Linked DNA regions of Anas platyrhynchos: region 2 is linked to region 1. Evidence: chromatin contacts called from public Hi-C data. All regions are on one chromosome and are shown on one strand. Each heading gives the region's core, a stretch centred on a gene start, on an enhancer-like site or on the middle of the called end of the contact. The rest is flanking DNA. Distances are from core to core; before and after follow the strand shown. Region 1 has its middle 79 kb from the start of TRNAM-CAU. Region 2 has its middle 29 kb from the start of TRNAM-CAU.

Region 1 (5,829 bases), core at 1,064-3,563:
GCACTAGAGTATAACTGTTCAGAGTTATTTCTAAACTAGTAAAAATAAATTACTCTTTGACAGTTAAAACCATCAACTTTGATTTCCTCAAATCTTTGTTATGTACTATGAGATCCTTTGCCCTAGCAGTAGGATTCTGTCCTCCAGATTTTTGTTGTTGTTTTTGTTTCTTTTATGTTCTGTACCACATAATTGTTGGAACTTAGATAAAAACAAAAACAAAAAACACCACTATTTCATTTTTTTCCTCTTCTAGCTATACATGAAGATCTTGTATAAGAATATGTTAACATTGGCAGAGATGCACGGTAGTTGAAGTAATCAGTGATGTCATTATATTATTATGTAAGCTTATAAGTTTCAGTTATTTCATACAATTTTTGGTTCTTTTAGAAAGTCTACAAGTTGTTTCTAATGTATATTTTTACTTGCCATCATGTCTGTTAACTAGCAATAGCTTCTAGATGCACTAAGTGTAGCCATCATGCAACTATGGTAAGATTCAGAATAAATTATTTGTTTTCTGATACTTCCATGCACCATGCAACTACTAATAATGCAACATAATAAAAATGTAACATAGTAGTTTGGTCAAGGATTCAGAATCTCAGGAAGTGTGAAATGGTTTCATTTTGTAGGTAGTTGTTCATCATTTACTATGGGCTTGTCAAGAAGAACTGGCCCATAAGTAAAAAGATGGATTCTGTATCTTTTAAACATTTCCTTTAAGTATTTCATACTTAATATGTTGTTTACATTAGTTTCTTACTGCTATTCCTAGTGGTAGCTTTTCCCTTTCACTGTTGTCCATTTTCAAAGCATGAACAGGTCATATATACACACACACACATATATGTATACACATATACATACTTTTTTTTTTCCTTTTTAATTATTTTTTAAGAAATGGTATGGACTGTATAAACATGAGTTTGCCAGTAAGGACAGACATTCTTTCTATGAAAGCTTGGAGATTATTGTATTTATTTTTATTTATTTATTTATTTATTTATTTATTTATTTATTTATTGACAGCTCACCTGTCATTTTAATAAGCTTCTGTTAGGGAAAAACAAATTTTCCCTTTGGCTGAGAGAGGTCAGGAGCAGAATAATTAATATTTTATGATGAAACATTCTGAAAGGTTTTGTTGTGAGAAAGGCAAAAAAAAAAAAAAAAAAATCTGTAGCTACAGAACCAAGTATAAGAAGTCAGTTCCTGTCTAAACTCTGTGATGATCTATCCATAGTTGGTCTATTGAAGGGACTAGAAAGCAGAAAATAATACCAACAATAAAAATCGCTATTCTAAAAAAAAAAAAAAAAAAAAGTTCTTGGCACCAAATTTTCTTAGGCAGCTTGCCAGTATTCTGATTCAGTGTTTATGGGAACATCTTGAAATGACTCCCAAATTAATGACTATATCTTCCATCACTCCAGTCTGATGTCTGAACATGAGGAGAAATAAACAATAGTTAATGATCTGGAAGCTGCTGGCAGTTACAGTATTAGTTCTGGTTCTTATTTTCACTTACTAACAGCAAACTGTTCTGATCAGATGTTTATCTTTGAAAAACATATGCAATGGAAAATTGCACCTCAGATTGCTATCCATTTCACAGTCTCTTTCACTGGGACAGTTTCACACAGAACAAAACAATATCATTTTGATTTCATAGCTAACAGCCTTTAAGATTAAAAGGTTTGCTTTAAAATAGACAGTTTTTTCCTTCCTCCATTTGTTTTGTTTTGTTTTTGTTTTCTTTCCTGTGAAATACCCTAGGCACCTGAACATGCTGTACTGTGGGGTTTCCTTGCTAACTCAGCAGGGATACATGCACACCTATGCCAAAAGGATTTTTCCTGTTCAATATCATTGGTTAAGCCAAGCTGCTGGGGAGAGGCAATTAGGCTTCTATGCAAAGCAGGCAGATGATATATTGTGTTAAGATTCATGATCTCTCGATTTACATTGAGTGTGCATATGCGGTATGAAGTGTTTCTGTGATATTAGCTGTAATAGAAAATCTGGCTTTTTATTTTTGTCCCTACCATTTATTTGTGAATGAAGATATTGTTTTGTGGGGAAGTGTCAAGGTTTTTTCTTTTTCCTCTTCTTTTTCTTTTTACAAGCTTTTGTTGTAGGTAATTGTATGCTGAGTTAAGATTCATGTGATAGATTGCACAATCATGATAAATGTTTTCAAAGTTAGTTCTGGATTACCTAATTCAAACATTGGAACCAAATCTCTCCAGGTCCCTTAGCAGCTTCATAGTCTCACATGTTTCTGCACAATGCTTTTTTATTTTTGCAAAGGAATATTTCGTAGCAACTGGGGATATAGGACTGGAAGGGTGCCTTGACTTCTCAAGTCTAGGGCACAGTGTTTTATAAACCCTTTACTATACTTACAGCACTGTCTTTAGAGAGTTTCTTCTCCTTTCTTGCCTCCAATACCAGGAAAAATCATTAATTCCCCTGTAGATAAATGATGCAGCTTTTTCTAATATCCTTTTTTGCCAAGCAGAGAGAGTGAGAGAGGTGTGCTTCATGTAGTCATCCCTCTTCAGAGTACATACTTATAGTCCTTGACAAAAGACCCAGGATAATGCAAATCAACATTAAAATCAAATCATGCAGAATATCGTAAAAGTCTTATCTGAAAGTATCTCACCAATTTATTTCAGCATTTCGTTTCTACTGAGTGTCCCTTTATTTTGATCTATGTTACTGAGAGACTAGGAGTCATGGTCGTGTATTACTGGGAAGTATAATAGTGCGTGTTTTTTCATGTTGCTGTAATATTTGTACCAATATGGTTTCTTAGATAAGTTCTATTAGTCTTCATTTTGGTTGATGTAAAATGCATCATTGCTCTGTGTAATTTAGACTTTGTCTAAGACTGATAAAAATCTTCATTGCATTAGGATATCTCAGAAGGAGTAGTTAGGCATTGGAAAGGGGTTGCCCAGGAAGGTGGCGGAGTCACTGTCCCTGGGGGTGTTCAAGAAAAGGTTGGATATGGTGCTTAGGGACATGGTTTAGTGGGTGATGGTTGGACCAGATGGTCTTGGAGGTCTTTTCCAACCTAAATTCTATGATTCTATGATCTTTAGTGAGGTGGTAAGTGGGATCCAAGTGATAAGATGCAAGCACCAAGTGATAAGATGAGTGGAAATGAACTCAAGTTGTACCAGGGGAGGTTCAGGTTGGATATTAGGAGAAACTTAATTACTGAAAGGGTTGTTTGGTGTAGGAATGGGCTGCACAGGGAAGTGGTTGAGTCACCATCCCTGGAGGTCTTCAAGAAACAGGTAGATTTAGAACTCAGCAGCACGTTTTGGTGGTGGACTTCAGTACCAGGTTAGAGGTTAGACTAGATGATCTTAGAGGTCTTTTCCAACCTGAATGATTCTATGACTCTATAATCTTAGCTTCTTATATTTCAATCTTAAATATTTTTACTGGTTTTCCTTCTAATTGCAGCTCGTAATTCTCCAAGAACTGTTACTATTTTTCTGGCTATATTATGAGGCACTAGAAGTCTGATGATTGGCTTCAAACTTTTCTAGGTGGTTCAAGAAACTACTAAGTGATTTAGTGAAATGTGATTTTTTCTTGTTTTGATTATTTTTTGCTTCTTTGCACACTGTTTCCTGAAATATGTGTTTTAGCTGTCATCTTTGATTTCTTAGCTTGAGACTCCTTACAGAGGTCTTGCTTGCCAACATTGCTCATGACCTCCTAAGCCATTTTCAGTTCAGAATTTCAGAACTGTTGCATGCAGTGTGTGTAGTCTCACAAGAAAATACAGGCTATTCACAGAAAGCTTCTGAAGTAAATATTTATTTATTTATTTATAAAAGTGGCTGTTGATTTTTGGGTGAACATATATTGTTAATTTTTACTCAAAATGCAGTCTAGGAAATAAACACAGAATTCTGCTGGGAACACAAATTTGGCCATTGTGTACTGAGTGTGGGTGTAAATATACTCTATGTGAATTCATTGAAATATATCTTTTTTTTTTGTCAGCTGAATGAAAGTAAATCTTAATGTGAAAGCAGTTTGCCTGGATCTACACATAAATGAAAAATGTCACTTTAAGAAAGGTTTCTTATGACTACTTCAATAAAAATTGAAATTAAGTTTTCAGCTATTATAGTTTTAGGTATTGAGAAACGCTCATGAAATTAGGGCTGCTTGCCAGACCACAAAGACTTTTCTTATCCTACAGTTCTGTCTGTATTAGAGGAGAAGAAGCAAGATGTAGCCAGACCTGCAACTGAATTTAAGAGAACTTCTTTTGAGGTTTGGCAAATTCAAGGTAGTCTCAATCCATCAGTCCCATTCTGCACCTCTACATTTTCTGGTATCTTGTAGTTTAAAGCAATAGAGCAGATACTCCGGAGGTTGTCTCTATGGAAGAAATATTGTATTTTATAGCCATAAGTACATCAGAGTCTGCATGCAATTCTGTTCCTTCATCTAGAGTGCTTTTATCAAATTTCTCTGTTTATGCTTAGAACTAAATTTGGCAATAATCTCAAAGGCAAGTATGAAGCTGTTTAACTCCTTTAAGCCAGCCCTAGGAATGAGACAAACGTTTCTTATGAAATCATCTTCCAGGCTTGTATGCACTCCTTTTACCGTATTTAAAAAAAAAAAAAAAAAAAAAAAAAAAAAAGCTTGCACCATTTACAGCAGTTATTTCTAGTTTTCTAGTTTATCCATCTGCAAATAAGTACACATAGGTATTCAATGGTTGGTGGAGGAGGGAATAAGAGGGAAAGATACCTGGATGTAATGCTATATTGTCTATTACTAGCACTATAAACAGATCTCTGCCTTAGCCCTTAGCTGATCTAGTCCTTAGCTGATCTAGTTTATTGGCTTCGAGTAGATATTACACTTTTTTTTTTTTTTAAGTGGATGATTATGTCCATTAAAAAAGTGCTCAAAGTTAGATATCCACATTTGAAAACCTGAGCTGGTGCCCCATATGAAGTGACAACCTCATAATAGAGATACAATAGAAATGCTCTGATTACGGCCAAGATATGATTTATATCATAAAAATATTTCTATATGTTTATATTTATGATATGAACATATAGTGTTTATAAAATATTTATGATATGAATATATATATATATATGTCGGTAAAAATATGTAGTAAGTTTGAACATGACGTAAGTTTTATCAGGAAAAAGGCTCAGAGAAGGCCCTAAAACAATAATTTACAAGCAATAGTGAATTTCAAATGTAGAATACTATTACTCCTTCTCAACCTCTTCCTATGCTTGCTAAAACTCTGTATTTCCCACTTATTAGACAGAAGCTGAAAGTCTAGACAAACTAAACGTAATTTACAAATAAGAAACATTTAATACCAAATGTGCTTTAGCTTTCAGGAACAATAGGTGCTGTTGGTAAGTGATATATAGAAGTTTGCCAGTGTTACTTTTGGTTTTAATAAAGTACCTATGTGTTAATATATTCTACCATTTGATCACCACAATGGGAGGTCTATTGGCAATTAGAACATTAAATTTCTTAAAGCTTCAATAGAAATAACTGTTTCAGTTATGACAGCAAAATCTTAATTGAAGAGTTAAAATTTAACAAGAATTAAAATCAAACAGGACAAATTGTAGCCTATTGAAAGATTTCTTGATAACTAGAAACCATACTTCGATACATGATTGGTGGACAAATGTAGGCTAACACTAATCCACCCACTTCATATGGCTGTAGAAATGTTATTTAAATTAGGCAAGTACTCATGGATTTTAAAAGAGAAGGGTGCGTAGTATCTACTTGGATGTT
Region 2 (5,829 bases), core at 1,302-3,801, 110 kb before region 1:
CATAGCCTGTAACTAGTATACTGCTCAGATTAAGTAGGCCAGATGTCATAATTCTTGGAATTTCATATTTCTAAATATTTTGCTGGTTAACATCATAACTCTTCTAGAAAAAATTTTCAGATCATGAGCTTCCCCTTGAGTTTTGTCTGTACAGTACTGCAGTACTGTTTAAAAGAAAAATATATTCAATTGCTGTGGAAGGGTACCATGCTTTTGTTCACTTTTTTTTTTTGAACAAATTGAAATTCATTATGGGGATGGGAGGCTGAACAAATAACACTTTCATTAAGGGATGTCAGTATGTGGTTGCATAGAAAAGGTTAGAAGGCGGAGGAACACTTAGAGCTCTATGAGCAGCACAGCATTCACAGAATCATCTAAGTTGGAAAAGGATTATTGTTAAGATGGAACCTTTTCTTCAGACTGTCATATGGACAATGCTGATGTCTGCATCTGCTGGATAGCATCTTGCTTCAGAAATTACGAATGATTCAAAGTAAACAAGTTATGAGTAAATGTGGTGCACGCATAGCACAAACATGCATTTCTTAAGGTTTTGCTGTTCTGTGATATATAGTATAGAGAATAACCTGTGCTTTCTGGTATGGTTTAAGGACTATGTAGGTATTACATTGTTCTCATTACCCGAGATAGCAGAACAGACCAACTACCTGGCCAGCTCTGCCGGTCTTTTAACTTAAAAAATATGCCAGAGAACTGAAATAGCTGCCCCTGCCCATGGCAGGGGGGCTGAAAGTAGATGATTTTTAAGGTCTCTTCTCAACATAAACCTATGGACTGGGTTGGAAGGATTCTATGAAATGGTTAAAGGACACTGTGGAAACCACGCTGCTCATCACCTCCAGCCTTAAGGGGCTGGGGCAGCTCTGCTAGTAGAGTAGTGTTGCAGCAGTATCAGGAGTCTGGTAACCTCCTTGCTGTTCTGGGGTAAGGAAATGGTGTACATAAAATTCAAGTTGATGAATAGTATCTTCTTGAAGACCCCAAACTGGAGACTGTTCAACAGCTGTGCCCTTGGTATGAAGATCTTGAACCAAGTCTGGACAAGCCTGCTGGACCACTGGACATCTATACTTAGGGCTGCAGAGCTGTAGTGTGGGAGAGATGGGAGGAGACGACAAGCTCAGTTCTGTTCCTAGATGCCCTTTCTGGAAAAATAATCCTGAATAGAGCACATGGACATCCAAGGATGCCTGTTCTCAATCTGAAGGATTATAAAGTGGCAAGTTAGGCACATTACGGGTACTCCTCTTATGTTTTTCTTTTGCATGGCTGATGAGTAAGCTCAGCATTGGAGTGAGGTTCAGTGTGGTGACACTGCTTGACACGATGTGTGAGTTGCTGTCACTTCTGAGTAAGTAGGAGCAGAGATATGGTTTGCTTCCATGTGGGGAAGTGGTAGTGTGCTGCTCTCACTTGTGTGAGACAGCTGCCAAGGCAGCATGATGCTTGCTAGAGTGGTCTGCTGAGGTTTCTGCAAAGTAGACAGAAAAGGCTTGTTGGGAAGTCCTACTTCATGCAGCTTCCGATTGCATGTGCAGTGAGGACCTGTGGTCCAAAGAATCAAAATAAACTGAAGTAGAAACACATGAAAAATGTACAGAATAATGCAGCCTGCTCCAAACTGATAGTCTGCTCCTGCTGCAGTTTTACCAGGCCAAAATTGCCATGCCTCCCTGAAACTGCACTTGGGGAATTTGTCCTGAGCTGTGTATGAAGGCTTCTGTGACACTTGGTTTCACATCAGTTTCAGCAGAACTGCTTTAGCAAATAAAGCTATTATTTGTTTTTGCAATAAAAACTTTGTGATATTCTATTAATTAGCTTCACAATCAAGGACAAAAAGGATATGGGGAACCTGAGGAAAAGCCTCAGCTGTGATGAATGAAGAAAGATAAGAACTCTGCAGGAACATCATCTCTTTGTTTTAGAAATGAATAACAGATGGAAAACAGGGATCTAGTCAATATTATGCTTTCACAGGTTACCTTGTGGTGTATAGATAGCTCGTAACACTTCAAGGTATAGCGGGAAACTGGGCAAACATCGGCTGTGATGAATAAGATGCTTTACACAAAAGAACAGAAATCTTGACAGTTGCTGAATGGCTGTACGTAAATATCTGCTGCTAAAACAGAACAACTATTCAGCTCGGCTTCTGGTTTCTAGGAATTCAGAAATATGCAGAGTTCTGGTGTTATTCAAAGCCTGAATATCTCCATGGTTTGTTTCTGTGTGTATGCAATTGAGTTTTCATTATCCGCTGTTTTTTAAGCAACTCTTCAGTATTACAACTTGTTCAAGTGTTAGAGGTTCTTGTGAACCGATGGTTTGTTTCATTGATTAAGCAAGAGCTGTGTATAGGAAAGGCTTTGTAATGACAATTGAAGCTATACACACAAATGCATAGTTTCCACTCTATAAAAAGTGATCTGCAAAGCTGGAAGATATCATTAGACTTGTGTTTATAACTCAGGATGGCCTCATTTCACCAGCTTTTCTTGCAAATTAGTTCCCAGATGTCAGAAGTATTGTCTGGCTGCCAGCTATTGCATAAACTCCTCAAGTGTGAGATATGACTTACTGCTCTTGCACTGACCTCAACTGTCAACAGGAAAATAAATGATAATGAAATAGATTGGATGAAGCAAGATTCAGAAAAACAAACTTAATATCTAATTTTAAGTGGCCTTTGATTACGCAACCATGTCAGTTGTATCTGAGATGCATGTTTTTAACGTTCCTGAGCTGTTAGTAAAAAAAAAAAAAAAAAAAAAAAAAAAGCTGTGTATTCTTGGACAACCAGGAAACCTTTCATACAAGTTGGCAGCCAGGTTTAAAGCCTCTAGCTCTGTCTGCTAACAGCATTTGAAGTGTACCATGTAGAAATGAAAACTGCTACTTTTAATTTGGGTTTGGGGGAGTGGCTCCAAAGCCTGTGTCCCAGGTTGCTGATGTTGGCTTTTTAAGATCAGGTGCTTCCCATCAGTGCCCCATGCCTTTCATTACAAGGTGTTGTAGAGCACAAACCCTCTCAACACTGAAAGCAGTATTTCTGCCCCATTTCACGTTCCATGATAGTTTGTCTCCAAAACCAACCTCTCAGAGAGGTTGGCTTCTCACTACTCAGCTGTCCTTGAGACCTTGGCTAGCTTCAAGAGGACCAGGCTGCTGTGTCTGTATGATTGTGGCTTTGTGCTGGCCCCACAAGTGTTGAAGCTTGTGGACTCTGTCACACAGCAAACCTCTCACTCATTCCCAGCTGCCCCAAAATCTTCTTGCCAAGGATGTAGCTGTGGAAGGCCCTTGTGTCCTGAGCAAGTGATGAGACAGTGTACTTAATGTTGAGAAAGGTCAGTCATACTGAAGCACTTTGAAATACTTCTGTTTAAAGCACAAACCATCCATTGTCCTTTGCTTCCTCATGTTTCATATTATTACCTTATATGATTTGAAGTTTGATATTTTGGGGGGCGTAAATCAGGGCCTTGGTCTTGTGTGATGGTGTGTTAAGGTTTGGGTATCTATATGTCTGTCTGTTTTTTCATTATTTTAGCTGACATTTGTAGCAGAGACAATGTTTTTGTTTTTTTTCATCTAACCCCAGTCCTGCAAAATCTGCCTGGCCAGTACTAGTCTAGGCATTCAAATATCAGAAGCTAAATCCTCGGAAGACTGAAATATTATTTTATTTTTTTTAATAGGGTTTTATTTAGTGGATATTTCTTGAATTTGGGGGGAAGATGTTCTTGAGTATAGGTTGTCTGTGTGAACTGAGCCTTAAAAACTTTCTGAACAACCAAGAATCTTAAAATCTCCACTCCAGGACCATAAATGTCCTCTCCAAATACAGGGGTCAGGATAGTATCATGAACTTGGAGGTAATATCCTCTGTACTTGTATGACAACTTTTTACCTATCGCGTGTGATTTTAAGTCTGAAATGGATGAAGGATGTGACTGATTAAACAGCTGGTCAGACGAACAACATTTTTAAAGAACACTTGTGAAGATAATCATTCTGTACTAACTGGACTAGAAACTGGTCAGATGGACTTGTTCTTGTTCCCTTGGCTTTAGGCTTTGTTTTCAAACACCAAGCTCGTTCTCTCTAACTAAGAGTGCCTTGCTGTATTACTCAGCAAAAAAATCAAGGGAGTTGACTGTAGTTTGCAATAGCCTTGCTTTATTCCAAGTCTGCATACTAAAATGATTAATAACAGGCAGATGGCAGACAGCTTGCTGTAAGTCATGCAGCCTTGTCAGTTCACCAGTCACTGAATCCCAGCTCTAAAAAGTGACGTTGGCTTAACTGTCCCATTTTTGTATAGGCAGAACTGTGTTCACAAAGTAGTTTCTCACTCAATTTCATTTGTAAAATGACTCCACTGTACATTTGCTTAGATGATTATTATTTCTCTGTTTAACTTAATTTTTCTGTGTGTTGACTCATCAGCTTCATAATCAAATTGTAAAACTGGCCATAATTATGCAGTCAAAAGGGCTAATGGGTTCAATTCTAACTGTATGTTTGAGATGGAAAACCTGAGAGAGGGGCAATTCTGAAGACCTTTTAAAGAAGAAAATTAGCTTAAATTGAGATTTTCACTGCAGAATTAAAATATTTGCTGATTAGAACATGTCACTCTCTCTTTGAAAACTAAATGTTGCTGGAGATGTAGTGCTAAAACTATATATATACACATTGTGTGTGTGTGTATATATATATATAATCTACTTTGGCTTTAATCAAAATTCCAGATCTCAGTGCACCAAATCTTGGGGGTCTTTTAGTCCAGGTACACAAATGGTGGACAAAGAAACATGAGCTGCTAAGTTTACTCAAAGTTAGGTTTACACTGAATTTTATATGGTTTATGACCTGTTTGCTGTGTAGGTCAAACTTACTGGTAGGTTTTTTTTTTTTGGGGTAATTTTTTTTTTTTTTTTTTTTGGGGGGGGTTATTTTCATTGAATCGGATAGCATATCTACCTGAGATGCTTGTATTTTAAAGGAATATCACAGACTGTCTTCCTCCCTCTCTAAAATTTCCAGAGAAAATGTTTTGTGTGTAGACTCTCCTTGGGGGTAGGGAAATCATTTTGTTCTGTTTAGAAATGCTAAGAGTTTTCATAAAGTTACACTTACTTGATTTCCACTTCATTGACTAGGATCATATTTAGAAAGACAAATTTGAAATATTTTGGCTTCTATGTGGCATGCTCTAGTGGGTAAAATATCTTAACATGTATTGCTTTGAATAAGATGCACATATAATATATATCAATAAGTATTTTGTATGTGTGCATGTACACAGACATCTAAGAGTCTAGGAAATATCTGCTCCAAAACTCTTTTTTTTTAAAAAAAAAAAAAAAAAAAAAAAAAAAGCAATAACAGAAAATAAAGCAACAACAAATAATGACAAAATCCACAAAAATTCCCTGCTAGGAAAAGTTTCACTATTTCTAAAACAGATTTTCCTCCTCACACCTAGGCAGTCACTTTCATAAACTGCAAGACAGAAGACTTAAGCTACAATTTCCAATATTGACAACTTAACCAGGGGATTTCCTTCAATTCATAGGAAACTTCAGTTCACTGAATTATTTTTATACCTGCATATTTATAGCTTATATTTGGAACATATGAGATCATTCCTTGGCCAAACTTCATTGCAGTGATTTTATTTTATTTTTGTAAGCTAAGTTCAGCTATGATTAAAGTATTGCTTTAGGCATTAAGGTATTTTTGCATGCAGTGACACTTTTACGGAGCAGATACAGTGATGAAAGACTTGAAGAAAGA

The links. A called contact is a pair of places that touch in the nucleus more often than the background predicts.
Region 2: a Hi-C map of subcutaneous adipose tissue shows a contact between it and region 1, with 2.3 times the contacts expected there. The contact joins two enhancer-like sites. A contact is called at or near these places in 3 of 8 Hi-C or Micro-C datasets (liver, small yellow follicle and subcutaneous adipose tissue).

The regions. Positions count from the first base shown.
Region 1 is chr3:41,763,450-41,769,278 of IASCAAS_PekinDuck_T2T, reverse strand. No RefSeq gene overlaps it. Among named protein-coding and RNA genes, the nearest start is that of TRNAM-CAU, 79 kb to the left of the region's middle. Within about 2 kb of position 2,313, at least 1 of the 8 cell types and tissues checked has an H3K27ac peak or open chromatin away from gene starts, as enhancers often do. A contact at or near this core is called in subcutaneous adipose tissue, where this site is marked.
Region 2 is chr3:41,870,868-41,876,696 of IASCAAS_PekinDuck_T2T, reverse strand. No RefSeq gene overlaps it. Among named protein-coding and RNA genes, the nearest start is that of TRNAM-CAU, 29 kb to the right of the region's middle. Within about 2 kb of position 2,551, at least 2 of the 8 cell types and tissues checked have an H3K27ac peak or open chromatin away from gene starts, as enhancers often do. A contact at or near this core is called in subcutaneous adipose tissue, where this site is marked.